Regions from separate parts of the Sus scrofa genome. Here region 1 is linked to region 2. Evidence: chromatin contacts called from public promoter capture Hi-C data. All regions are on one chromosome and are shown on one strand. Each heading gives the region's core, a stretch centred on a gene start, on an enhancer-like site or on the middle of the called end of the contact. The rest is flanking DNA. Distances are from core to core; before and after follow the strand shown.

Region 1 (6,790 bases), core at 415-2,914, 410 kb before region 2:
ACAATCTGAACCTGTGGGAATTTCCTGTTGTGCAAGATGATAATAAGACTATCTGGCTAATCATTTCGTATTTTGTACTCCTGGGGTTGGAACTGTTATCCCTTTCTAAGGACAAAGCCTTATCTTCTTTCTAGTGGTTGTCCTTAATACCTTTCAATGCATTTTAACATGCTAAGAATGTTTAAATCTGCCCTCAGAACTGGTGTTGGTCACAGTCAAGCAGTGTTTCTCTCTTTTTATCACCTACTTTACGAAGGTATTAATGATATTGATTCTGGAATAGAATGTCATGGGCAACGCTGTGGAGTATTACCATTATCAAGTGGTCCTCTCTCCCAAATAATTTATGCCACTACTTCATAGTGGCTCCATTACCAATATATTTTGCCACTTTCCTAAGAATGTCTCTTACTAGGTTAGTATCTATAGCGGATAATGAATTTCACATAATAGAAGTTGTGTGCTGCATAGAATCATCAAAGTCCTCTTATCAACTGCTTTTCTGGGTCATAATGAAACTGAGGAGGAGAGAGAGACAGAAACAACTCTGAACCTCTCATGGTCTCCCATCAAGACTAAGTACTACCATTTCTCTATCTGAGATGAGGCAGAGTCTAATTTAAGGCCATAATTGTCCTCCTTTGGATTCTCCCAGTGCTTGAGTGATTTCCTCCAGCTTGACATGCTCCTCTATATTTTCTGAGGAAACTAGGTAGTCAATACCCTGTGGACTTACTGAGAATTTGGGGCCCTTTTCCTTCTTTCAACAACCTTTTATTAGTCAAGTACCACATAAACTCAGAAGATAGTGAGAAATGGGCCAGATGGAGCCCATTCCCTCAGAGTGTATGGGCTAGCAAAAATCCCAGAATAAGGACCTACTCCCTGCTTAGGCAAGGCCCCTTACCCTCTTCACTGGTGTCTAACCCCAAACCATCACATTTTAGTTTTAATTAGGAAGAACTGTCCCAATAATACAGTTAAGGGAGTTTTGTATAGACGTGACACTACTGAGTATCTGCAAATCTGGTATTTAGAACCTGTTATGTAAATATTTGCCAATTTACAAATTTTAGTGACATATTCTGCTCCAACTTGTAATGCTGGAGCACTTGGCTGCTCTGGGAAACTAGAAAACGTTAAGATTGAACTAAAATCAAGTATTTCAGAAATCTTATAGGCGAATCCTAGCTCTGGTTGCTAGGCAACCTGACAGACTCGTCGACAAGGAAGACTTGCCTCCCTCACTTGACCATCTCGCCCCAGTGGTGGGACGCGAAGGTTTCATTGGCCCGCATCTCTACTCACACGGCTCCAATTGGGTGGAGAACCTCTCACTCCGCTCCTGTTGGTTCTCGCCGTGTCTCGCCGCTCTGTCATTGGTAGGCCGGCTCTCGGGCCACCACACGTCACTCTCTCACCCCACTTCCTTGCCCTCTGGCTTTGTCCCCGCCCCTTCCCCCGCCCTTGAAGCCACGAGGGAAAATCCCGCCTCTAGTTTCCTTTGGATTGGTTGAAGCTGGGTTGGGGGACGGGCGCTGCCAGGCTACTCTGCCCTCCGCGATTGGCTGCTGGAGCCACTGTCCCACCTCCCAGAGACTCCCGGCGGTGCCGGAGTCGGGTGGGTCGGCCACTATAAAGCTGGTGGCAGAGGGGAAGCGCCGCGTACTCCCCATCCGTTGGTCGTTATTTTTCCACGGCCACCGCCGGGTCACATTTGGGTGAGTGTCCCGCGCGGAGAAGGAGACTTGGGCTGCTGAGGCCCCGTGGGCACGGTGAGGGCTCCGCGGAGTCGGTGTCCTTGACTAGGCCCGAAGGAGCTCTGGCTCCGTCCGGGTCAGGGCTGAGGCTAGACCCGGCCCGGGAGGATGGGGAGCCGTGAGCGGAGGATGGGGAGCCGTGCCAAGTTGCGGAGGCCCACCGCGGCAGGTCCTAGGAGGGACCGGGGCCCACTGATGTGGGCAGGCGAGTCGCAGAGGGTAGAGGGCGTTGAGGGCTAGGGTTCTGATGACAGTCATTCAGGAGCTGGAGGTGCCAGAGAAGTGGCTGTGACCGCCTTGAGAGGATGGGAGGGGGGCACATGAGGGGGACGAGAAAGGAGATGGGTTGCGGCGAGGCAGTGGTGGGGGGGGTGGTCCTGGAGACTTGGCTTAGGGTGGACACAGAAGCATGGGGAAGATCACACTTGGAGGCTTGTAGGTTGGCAGGGGGTGTGTCCTCCTGGCATATTTACCGGGAGGAAGTGAGCTGGGTAGCATTACTCCTTCTCTAGCTCAGGTGCGACAGGGCATCACAACAGTGATTTTACCTGGCTGAGCACTTTGGGCTTTTGACTGCTTCGGCCTGTGCCTGCTTCAAATATAGCAGATTGCCGTCTGCCACGTTCTCGCCTACGTATTTTTAATGCCCATTAAAAACAAATAGGTTTCCTTGATGTTTCTTGTCTCCCTCCTGCTAATGACTTCAGGACTAGCCTGACTTGATAAGAAGTAAGGGGGAGGCACCTACAGAGTGTTCACGCACAATAGGTTTTGACTTAAACCAAGGACATTTCAAAGCTCAGTATATGGAGTCTTTGAAAAATGTGTGTCCTGCCCTGACTGGTGGTAGAGAAAGGATTACTCTGACCCAGCCTGGAGGAAAGATGTGGACAACAGGTAAAGTGGGGCTGTCCCAGCTGGTCGTGTTTGCCCTAGGACCTTGGTTTTAGCGCATCACAGGCTTCTTTGCTCACCTCAACTGAAGCTCTCCGCTCCCCACTCCCCACTCCCCGTGCTCTTGCCAACGGGCTGCAGGATGATGTGTTCTGCCTGCTGCTAAGTAGCATTCGCTCTATTCCAGGGATGAATCATGAAAAACAATGGAAAAATAAATGACAAAATTAAGACAAATGGAAGTGCTTGTATAGTTAGCAGATTTTTCCTTCTGAGGTGGAGTTTGGACTTTTATTGCATAGATTTCTATTAGAAGGCAAATTGAAAGTCCTTAGCCTGTATCGGTGCCAAATGGTTCTTTGTAGCTTGAGACGTCTAGGCAGTTTGTGTTCTTTATTTTTAAAAGTTCAGTTATTTTTGTGTGGATAAGGAGAGCAGGATAATGGTGTATCTTATGGGAAAGGAGAAAGACTTTCTTTTCTGTGTCTAAACTTTGTTGGTCTAAGTTTGTAAATCTGCCCTTTAATCGGTTTCAGTTTAGTTTGGTTTAGTTAGTAATGCCAGTTCTCAAAAAGTATTTCCAGTGGGGAGAGTTAAATGGATATTGTGTTTGGGACCATAGAAGGCCACGTCATCTATTGGGCTAATTCTGGGCCTCATTTTTTATTTTTATATTTTTATTTTTCTTAAATATTCCTCTAAGATGCTTTTACATCTTGTTTCTCTTAACTGTGTGATTGATTTTGAGATTTTTTTTTTGGCGGGGGGCACACTCTCGGTATAAGGAGGTTTCCAGGCTAGGGGTCTAATCGGAGCTATAGCCACTGGCCTACGCCACAGCCACAGCAACGCAGGATCCTTAACCCACTGAGAGAGGCCAGTTATCAAACCCCCATCCTCATGGGTACTAGGGGTTCATTAACTGCTGAGACATGACAGGACCTCCTTGAGATTTTAGATAACTTTTCTCACAGGAAATGCAGAACCCTGATATTGATGTGATGTGTGTTTCCTGGGTACCTTAGCATTAGTTAAAACAGGAATCCAGTGGACTGAATGCCAGGAGATTCGTTGGGGTTGTGGATGGGACACTCAGTGGGTTATATATCATAATTGCTATTTAGATTCATTTGGAAACAAATATAGCATCTTATAATTTTATGTTGGGTTATCAAACCAAATATCACAGACGGGTATGGTATTTTTGTTTCTCAAGAAGGTCGTATAGGGAGTTCCCGTCATGGCACAGTAGTTAACGAATCCGACTAGGAACCATGAGGTTGCGGGTTTGATCCCTGCCCTTGCTCAGTGGGTTAATGATCTGGAGTTGCTGTGAGCTGTGGTGTAGGTTGCAGATGCAGCTTGGATCCCGAGTTGCTGTGGCTCTGGCATAGGCCAGCGGCTACAGCTCTGATTCGACCCCTAGCCTGGGAACCTCCATATGCAGTAGGAGCCACCCTAGAAAAAGCAAAAAGACAAAAAAGAAAAAAAAAAAAAAAAAAAAAAAGAAGGTGGTATAGATTAAAAACATGTTGCCCAATCTAGTGGGTGGGTATAGGACTCAATTTTTTTTTAAATTGTGGAGTCGTGAAAACTTTATAGATGGGCTCAATTCCTAAATAATCCATTCAACCAAATGCTTGGCTTGTGGTGATACCCACTTACTGTCTGTTAACTGGGTATAGTAAGAGCAGTAGAAGAGAAGCTAAGCTTTCAAAGCTGACAGCCTTCATCTTTGCAGAGTCTGTGGTTGGGGATGTGTGTGTGTGTGGGAATGATTTTACACAGATGTTCTCTTCAGGTTCCATTTGAACTTATATTTTTCAGGGAACAGTTGAAACTTAGACATTTGCTGTGAAAAGCAGCAGTAGAAAGCCAGTTTTCTTAAACTTTTGGATACGATTTGGTGCTGCAGCTCTTTTTTTTTTTTTTTTTTTTTAGGGCCCCACCCATGGCATATGGAAGTTCTCACGCTAGGGGTTGAATCTGAGCTGCAGCTGCCTGCCCATGGCCCCAACCACAGCAACGCGGGTTCCCAGCCGCCTCTGCGATGCACACACCACAGCTCAGGTTAACGCTGGATCTTTAACCCACTGAGCAAGGCCCGGATCAAACCCAGCCCCTCATCGATACTAGTCGGGTTCGTTACCTCTGAGCCACAAAGGGAACTCTGGTGCTGCAGTTTGTCTTAAAAGTGAGAATGAAAAGAACAAGGGAGTTCAAAAGAATCAAAATACAGCCCTTCTCCCATAAGGAGTCTAAGAATCCAATATGGTTACGAAGATTGTTTTCCATTGAGAATAGCATATGAAGTCATTGGTGTCAGTGTGAATGACATACCTGTAGGAGTGCAGGACTCTGATCAGAAAACCCTAGGAAGCCTTTCTGGAAGAGGGAGCTTAGAACAGAACCTTGAAATATGAGTAGAATCTCTGATAAGCAGACCAGTAACTCTGAGGGGAGGCAGGAATGTCCGTGTTTTTTCCTTAAGAGAACGAGGCTAGAGTTGGGCAAGGCTTTTCTTAGAGTTTTGCTTGCTTGCTCCTTAGGAGGAAACGTTTCCAGCTCATTTTCAATTAAAAAGGTTTCTCGGATTTCTCTCCTGTAATAGTGAAAAAGATCAGCAGTAACTGCTTAAGGTTTATCATGTACTAGAATGTGTACTGGATGAATTTCTCCCACTATTTATTGAATCAAGGCTGAGGAGAGAGGAGGAATTCAGAACACTGAACGAACTCCAGGAGAAAGTTGGTTGGGCTAGGCAGTCTCAACATTCGGTTTTTCAGCTCAGGAATCTCCAAATGTGCTTTATGGTAACCTGCCCAGCCCAGCTGTTTGTGATTCTCACTTGCTCTGAAAAGACCCCCGTCTGTTAGAAATAAGCTAATGACCTGCCTGAGACTTGGTCAGGATAGCGAACTCTTCAAGCAATTACAGAAGAGAATGGAAAGCCTAATCCTTTTCTGATTGATTCTGCCCCAAAGTGGCACGTATTGCCTCCATTTCCTTTCCTGAACTCTAGGCGTTTTTCCTGAGACCTTAAGTAGCGTGGAAGTTCTCTGTGAATCTTCTTTTTTTTGCTTCGCTTTCTTTTGTGCACTGGAGTTCTCTCCCTCTCTTTCCACCCCTCCTCCCTGCTCCCCCTTTCTCTGTGCCTTCCCACCTAACCTCCCTCCCCAATTTTAGATAATCAAAATTGAAAGAGGGAATTTTGGCAGTTCATGAGAAATTTCCTTGATGAAAATAGTGCCAAATACATATACATACATGGTTTCAGGAAGAAATATTACTAAGTTATTCAAATAGTCTCAACATTTAAGAGAAGAAGGAATCAAGTTTTTCCCACCAGTGAGAACTGGCCCTCACAGAATGTTTAATTTGTAGCTTACAAAAGCATAATTTGAGATAATCAACCACAAAAAAAGTTATTTTCTCAGCATATATACATCATCCTGTAATCAAAGAGATTTTTGAATATAGTAGTCTTATCTTTTTCCATAAAACTCAGGATTGATTTATGGCAGGGGAGTAAACCTAATGAAGTAAAAGGAATTAAATCTATAAGCTCTTAAATGATCTAATTGTGAAAAAGAAGTAAAGCTTTACCAAGTAGCATCTAAGAGTAGTCTCTAGTTAATCAGGCAAGGGCAGATGCTGTATTTGCCAACAATTAAATAGAGAGCAAAAGTAATTGTGCTTGAGTTAAACAGGCACTGTTGTCTCAAGTAACAGTCTTTCAGAACAGATAGACTGAGGAAAATGCTCCAAAGTCCCCTTCCATTTTGTCTCTACATAATATAAAAGATGATAAAGCATAAGGCTCCTTGGTCTTAATATCTAATACCTTTTTTTTTTTTTTTGTCTGTTGGACTTTTTAGGGCCGCACCTGTGGCAGATGGAGGTTCCCAGGCTAGGGGTCTAATCGGAGCTGTAGCCACCAGCCTACGCCAGAGCCACAGCAACACCAGATCTGAGCCACGTCTGCAACCTACACCACAGCTCACAGCAATGCCGGATCCTGAACCCACTGAGCAGGGCCAGGGATCGAACCCACAACCTCATGGTTCCTAGTCGGATTTGTTTCCACTGTGCCATGACAGGAACTCCAAAATACCTATTTTTTTAAACACAGGAAC
Region 2 (6,915 bases), core at 4,087-6,586:
TACACTTAGCCTTATATATTGGTCATGAACCAGAACCTGGAACTTATGTAAGTTGATACATAAAATAGCAAAGAAAAACATACAGAGAAAGCCTACTTTCCTTAATATACAAATAATATTTGTAATAAATTTAAAAAGATTAATGGTAAAATAGCCCAATGATGTGAACTGGCATTTCACAGAAAGCAGAGTACAAATGGTCAATGCTATGGGCTGATTGTGTTCTCCCAAACTTGGAAGTTGAAGTCCTAAGCCTAATTCCTCAGAACGTGACTGTATTTGGAGATGGGGTCTTGAAAGATGAGGTCTTCAAGGGTCTTGAAGGTCATTTTAAGGTAAAATGATGTGATATGGGTGATTCTAATGCTCTATGGTGCCCTCATAAGAGGAGATTAGGACACAGTCACACACACAGGGAGACCATATAAAGACACAGGGAGGAAATGATCATTTACAAGCCAAGGAGAGAGGCTTCACATGGAACAAACCCTACTGACACCTTGATCTTGGACTTCTAGCCTCCAGAACTGGGAGAAAATAAATTGCTGTGGTTTAAGCTGCCCAATGTGTGGTACTTTGTGACAGCAGCCCTAGTGAACTAACACAATCATTAAGCTTACAAATAATGAGATAAACTCAATTTAAGCATTAATTTGATGGTGGAAATAAGTACTGCCTTGTACTTTTAGGTAGGAGTATACTTTTGGTATACTAGAAGGGCAATTTGGTAATAACATTTAGAATTTGAAACATGCATTCCCTTTAACCAACAATTTTATTTCAAGCAGAAATTATATGTCAGAAATATAGTTTAAGACCATATTTCCTTTTTAGAAAAAGTTCCATTATTTTTAATGAGCATTATACAAAACTACCTGGCCTGAAATTTTTACACTTAGTTGCTCTTTCAGAAAACTCATAATATTTAAGATTCTATCAGAAAACTTAAGATTTGAGAAATCATCAGTACAAGTCCTGGAAGACTTTTTGGTAATATATAAAGTGCAAATTAAAACCACCAGAAAATTAATGTAGGTTGTCTTGAAATATCTATTTAGGAGTTTCTGTTGTGGCCCAGTGGATTAAGAACCTGACTAGTATCCATGAAGATGCGGGTTTGATCCCTGGCCTTGCTCAGTGGGTTGAGGATTTGGCATTGCCGCAGCTTCGGCGGTCACAGATGTGGCTTGAATCTGGTGTGGCTGTGACTGTGGTATAGGCTGGCAGCTGCAGCTCTGATTTGACCCCTAGCCTGGGAACCTCCATATGCTGTAGGTATGGCCGTAAAAAAATTAAAAAGAAAAAAAGAAATATCCATTTAAGTGAGATGGGGAAGAGTGATTCTGGAGAAAATGTTTCAACTATATAATCCAGCCCCTTTGCAAGCTGGAAAGTATGATCGACCCACACACAAAGCTCTCTTAAGTTTTAAGGAAAATGGGCATGAAAGGTTTTTAGCAGTGAGTCTAAGGCGTTATTAGTTTTGAGAAGGAATTCATCAGACAGACCTATGTTTTCCTTGTCTAGGGTATGTGAGGAATACTCGAGCTTCATTGGAAATAAGAATTACTCTTGCGCTTCTTTGGCATAAAAATTACTTTGGGCTTTTATTTCAGAGAAACTGCAGACTCAGGAGAAGCTCTGAAAACTGAGTAGAATTCACCCTTTCGTAAAGGACACTTACATTTATAAGGGAAATCTCCACCTATAAGGGTACCTCCCTTTTTGTAACAGGAAGAGGGGGTGACCCAACCTTTAGAAACTTATCAATGGAGAAGGCTAGGACCTAAATTTGCATAACAACCTAACTCTTTTTTGCTGTGTTTTCCTCAGTAGCCTCCCATAACTGGCTCCCACGCCTCCCCGCACCTTCTTTTGCCATGTGGTATTTAAGGAGGTGGCTTGGGCCATTTCTGGGGGGTGATTCTTGTGTTACGGGGGATGGGGGGTGTGGTTTCCAGCCAAGAACGTAGAAGGGAGAGGGAAAATTGTTTTGCCTCCCCCACAAAAATTTCAACTGAGTAAATTTTACAGATGTTATTGGCTTTATTCAATGACTTATTGCACATCATTCTAATCTAGAGATAGAAAGGAACTCCAAGGAGCTGTACAGATGAAAGACTTTTATAAGCAGAAGGGAGCAAGAATGAGGAAGTTATATAGGAAACAAAAAAAGTGGATTGGTTTTGGAGGCTATTTGATGCCCTCATGCTGCTTGCATGTTGATGCCAAGGCCATGTCCTATGAGGCGCTGCAGGCACCGGCTCTGGTTTAGACCAGGCTTTTTTTCTTTTTCAAATTAATAACATCCTCTTTCAAACAAAAATTCTTCTGATGTCTGTTATTCTCTGAATGTGCTCAGTCCCTCATGAAATTTGGCACTTTGTAGAGTTTCCCCCTTAATTGCATTCATGTTTGATATGTCGAACAGTTTTCAGATCCGTGAACTTGTGAGCTTGAAGAAGAGCTCCCTTCAAAGCATATTTCACTTTCACGAATCTCAAAGGATTGCATTAGCCCTTATCTAATCCAAGCTGCTGATCTATGCCTTCCTCTAGCCATTGTTCTTATTTTGCTCGTTTGCTTTGAAAACTTCTTGCTTTTTCCTGGACACCCTCTGCATACTCAGTGGCTTAGCTGTCATATAGATGCTCAAGCAATATTATATTGGATGCAATGCATAAGATGAGATCTTGGGCACCTTTTGTACATGAGAGGGGAAGCAAGAATATTTAGGTCACCAAGCACCATTTCCCCAATATTGGAAGAGTCTTCATTTCCCTTTGCATGTAAAACAGCACCTAACGATCAAGCTAAGGGCGTTATTTATTTATTTTTTTGTCTTTTTGCCATTTCTTGGGCCGCTCCCGAGGCATATGGAGGTTCCTAGGCTAGGGGTCGAATTGGAGCTGTAGCTGTTGGCCAGAGCCACAGCAATGCAGGATCTGAGCTGTGTCTGCAACCTACACCACAGCTCACGGCAACACCAGATCTTCAACCCACTGAGTGAGGCCAGGGATCGAACTCGCAACTTCATGGTTCCTAGTCGGATTCGTTAACCACTGAGCCACGAGGGGAACTCCATAAGGGGGTTAATATTTTATATAGGTCCTCCATATAGTAATAACATGAACTTTTTAATAATTCACGATATTGCTGTTTTATAATTGTGAATATTTTGATGCCATATACTAGCTGCTGTAGCTAATAAACTGGTCTGTAAAATCACAATTCACAGCCCTTCTCTCTCTTGTCATGGACCCACAGATTCTTGGGGCCCTATTCTCCATGGAAATCACCCATGACCCATAAGAAGTTGAAAATTTTTTATTAAAAACATGGATAAAATATATGTTTAAACATAATGGGGAAAAAATGATGATGTGTGGAAGAAGGAGACGATACGAAAAAAAATGTAGGTGCTTGACTCCAGGGTTGGAAGTTGTGAGAGATGAGATCATTAGGATAAAGTTCAACGTGCTAGGATACAGTCAGTAATCTTAATGTTCATGTATGGTGGTGCCTGGAACAACCTCTCAGATTTTAATCATCCCTAAAAATGGAAACCAGAGAACGTTCTAGATAGTGCTGTGGTCAGATTTGCTGAGTGCTTTGGAGGTAGAGCGTAAAACCTAAGATAAAGTGCTATGTTGTGCCTAGAATAAGAACCTAATTCATGTTTAGTTTCGTTTGATTTAATGTAATTTGTTTTAGCACCCAGTGAAGGTTTGTTTGAAAATTCTGCTTTCTTAAGAATGCTGACTGGATCTGGACTGCCCCACACAAAAGAGGCTATTAGGAATGGATTCCTTTTAAACCTCACAAGCTCCCCATCTTCTCCTTTTGTCAGCTTAGGGTTTTAGAGGCACAGGGACCTGGACACACACAATCCTGGGCACTTCGTCTTGGAGCTAGCTACACACTTGGAGGGAATTCTTTGACACAGGAGGCAGCGGCTAAGCCTCAGGTAAAGGAAGGAGCTGATGGCCCAATACTTGATTTTCTGTTACAGATGGACCCAATGTGACTGTATAAATTTGTCAGGAAAATGAACCATAGGATCATCTGCTTTATACAATTCCCACCCCCCCACAAGATTCTTTTAAAAAGCAAGCTATGTATAGGTGTATTTTTTTTTCCTGGGGAAAAACTAAACATTTCACTGGATTCTCAAAGGGATCTGGGACCTCAAAAGGTTAAGATCAACTGCTTAGTGTGAGGAAATAGAATTTGGCTTTCAAATGCCAGGCTTCTACTTCGACAGTATGTTTCTTTATAGCATAGATAACCATCTGAGCCTCTTTGTACTTCCTGCATCTTGTACAATAGAACCCAGCTTGCAGCAATCAATAGGAGTTTGTTTGCACAAAAATGCATCCATAGTGAAAGCAAGGCTTACTTGAAAACCATCACCATCCAGGGCTGATATCATTTGACATTGCTCCTGCCCTTACGCATCACAGAGGGGGTATGTGTGTGCTCATTTGTAGCCATTGGTGGAAAGACTTTATCCACTTCTGAAAGAGAAGGAATTTTCAATTTTAGTTTTACATTTTGGAATTTCTATACCCGTTTCCTGTCTAGCCACTATCACAGCTAACTTGTATTTGTGTGGTATTTAAATTTGTAAAGTGTTTTTTTTTTTTTTTAATACTTAAAAAATTTCTGTCAGATCCATAAATCTTCCAGGGAGCAGGACTTCTGTGATGAGAAGAATGAGGCCTGGTTTCCCTCCCTATTTCCTTATTCATTTCCTCAAATGAAAAAGAAAGGAGCAGAGATACTGTGAGATTCCACAGAGATTCAGGTTTTAAACACTGCAAAATAATCCTAGCAGATCTGTACCAATAGGAGACAGGAAAGATTTGAAAGAGCAGATGACTTTTCTGACAAAGCTCACAGTTTGGGTTAGGCTAGCACCTGGCCACTACAAACAGAAGAAAAAAATTTTTTTTCTTTTTTTAAAGCGGCAGCTTAACTTGCTGGCTCAGCAAATGTTTTTCCCTATTATAGTTTGGAAAAGAGCATGACTTGGAGGCCTTCTTTACCCTTAGCCCTTCCTCCCGCCCCAGACTGTACCATTAAATCCTAGACACTGGGGTGACTGAAAAGGATAGGGAATAAAATTGTAATTGCCAAAAAACTTTCTCCCCATTTTATGCCTGGCAGTGCTTACTACTTTTTTAAAAAGTTGATTATAAGAATCATTTCAGGGGTTTGCTCTGCTTGCAAGGTCACCGCCTGAGCGGGCACTGAACTTTGGATTATGACTGAAGAGTGAGGTAAACAACAGGACTATAAATATCCAAGTTTCTGGCTGTGGCTTTGTGGAGCTGCCGAGCTGAGCAAAGAGAAAGGAAGCAAGCTAGTCGGAAGGGGTCGTGTAAGTAGGAACTTTGTGTTTTTCATGATTGATTCCTTGAGAGTTTGGTAAATAACTTGATTTTTGAGTCTGATAAAATGTTTCTGTCCTTAGAATAGATTTAAAAAAAAAAAGATTGGTAAAGAAAATAAAAGTAATACTGAAGAAAGAACAAAAGAGTCTAAACTCCGGCAGTGGGCACATTGACAATTCTTGCTAATTTTTGCCCTGCCTTCTGCACAGCTAAGGATGAAGATGGGGGCAATGGAGGCTGGAGAAATCGAACACTTTTACTTTGCAAAAAGTTGTGCTGTCTTACGGGCAATATTGTATGTTCACGCTTACGTATCTCCCACGAAAGGCAGAGTGAGAGCTTTAAGGGGAAAAATAGCCCATGGGTTTGAAGAGCAAGGACTGAAATATGGCCATTCCACAGTGCTGTAGAAACGTCCAGGGTATTGTGAGCAGTTTCGCATTAAAGAACAGCAGCAAAAGGGGAGGGCAGGTTTGGTTCACTGTGTGGAAATGATCACCCTGGAAAGAGTTAAACCTGTGTCAGAATCAGGTGGTCTGTGATTAAATGTGAGGTGGTTTTCAGGTGAGTGAGGTGGGACCCTCAGATGGGAGTCTGAAATTCAGGGGAAGAGGGTGGAAAAAGATTGTGCATACTTTGCCTTCTGATGGGGTATTTTAAACAAATGTAAGTCTGTATGTGGCCAACAAATCTAGGTTTTGTGATTGAAAGTGGTGAGATTAATGAAATTCACAACTACATTTTAATTGTTATTGCACTGCCTTCCAGGAAATCTAATTTTCTTATTTATTGTCACTATTTTATACAGCTGCCTGACAGCTGTAATCAATCAGAAGTTTATTATGTAAAAAATGAGCTCACGAAAACAAAGCCGAACAGCCTATTGATTCAGTGACAGGAAAATCTGAATATAATCCACTATCCTCTGCCAATGGCTTTAGTTATTTTTCATTAAAAAAAAAATGAGAAATACGTGATAGAACCTTTTCATTTATATTCACTATTCAGCCATTCGGAATGGTATACTGTATGGCAAAGTGACGGTGCCAAGTGTATTCCAGAAAGCAGAGAAATCTAGCCATTCTAGTAAGAAACAAAACATCTTGAATAATTTTGACATTCTCTTTGTCATCTTAGGGCAAAAATCCTGGCTCCTAGAGCTATTAAAAGTTGACCTGTCTAAAAACCGTAGCTAAGAGGTCTTGTTTTGGAATTAGCAGAACCGGTTTGAATCCAGTTTCTCCTGTGATTCAGTACTTGTGCGGACTTGGGCAAGATGCCTAAGCTCTCTCTCTTAGCTGTAATTTTCTCAATTGCAAAGGGGATAATTGTCACATAGATGCAAAGACTGACTGACATGATATTAAAAAGTGCTTAGTGCCATCAGCATGTCGTTCTATAAATGCTTAACAAATGGTAGCTATAATAAGGATAATTATGTCCTCAGTATAAGAACTATGCTAAGAAATTGCCTAGAGTTAGTCCAAACATGGCCTGTCCTTTTTTAAAACTAGAATTT

What was found. Promoter capture Hi-C pulls out the DNA fragments that hold promoters and counts their contacts.
Region 1: a promoter capture Hi-C map of liver shows a contact between it and region 2, with 4 times the contacts expected there. The contact joins the promoter of HMGCS1 here to the promoter of SELENOP in region 2. A contact is called at or near these places in 1 of 5 promoter capture datasets (liver) and 1 of 2 datasets of contacts at active chromatin or transcription factors (skeletal muscle).

The regions. Positions count from the first base shown.
Region 1 is chr16:27,952,070-27,958,859 of Sscrofa11.1, reverse strand. It overlaps HMGCS1 (3-hydroxy-3-methylglutaryl-CoA synthase 1), which reads left to right and starts at 1,664. Exons shown (of 11, transcript NM_001252215.1): 1 at 1,664-1,721. It overlaps LOC106508153 (a long non-coding RNA gene), which reads right to left and starts at 1,431. Exons shown (of 3, transcript XR_001304747.2): 1 at 1,309-1,431.
Region 2 is chr16:27,546,284-27,553,198 of Sscrofa11.1, reverse strand. It overlaps SELENOP (selenoprotein P), which reads left to right and starts at 5,336. Exons shown (of 5, transcript NM_001134823.1): 1 at 5,336-5,383.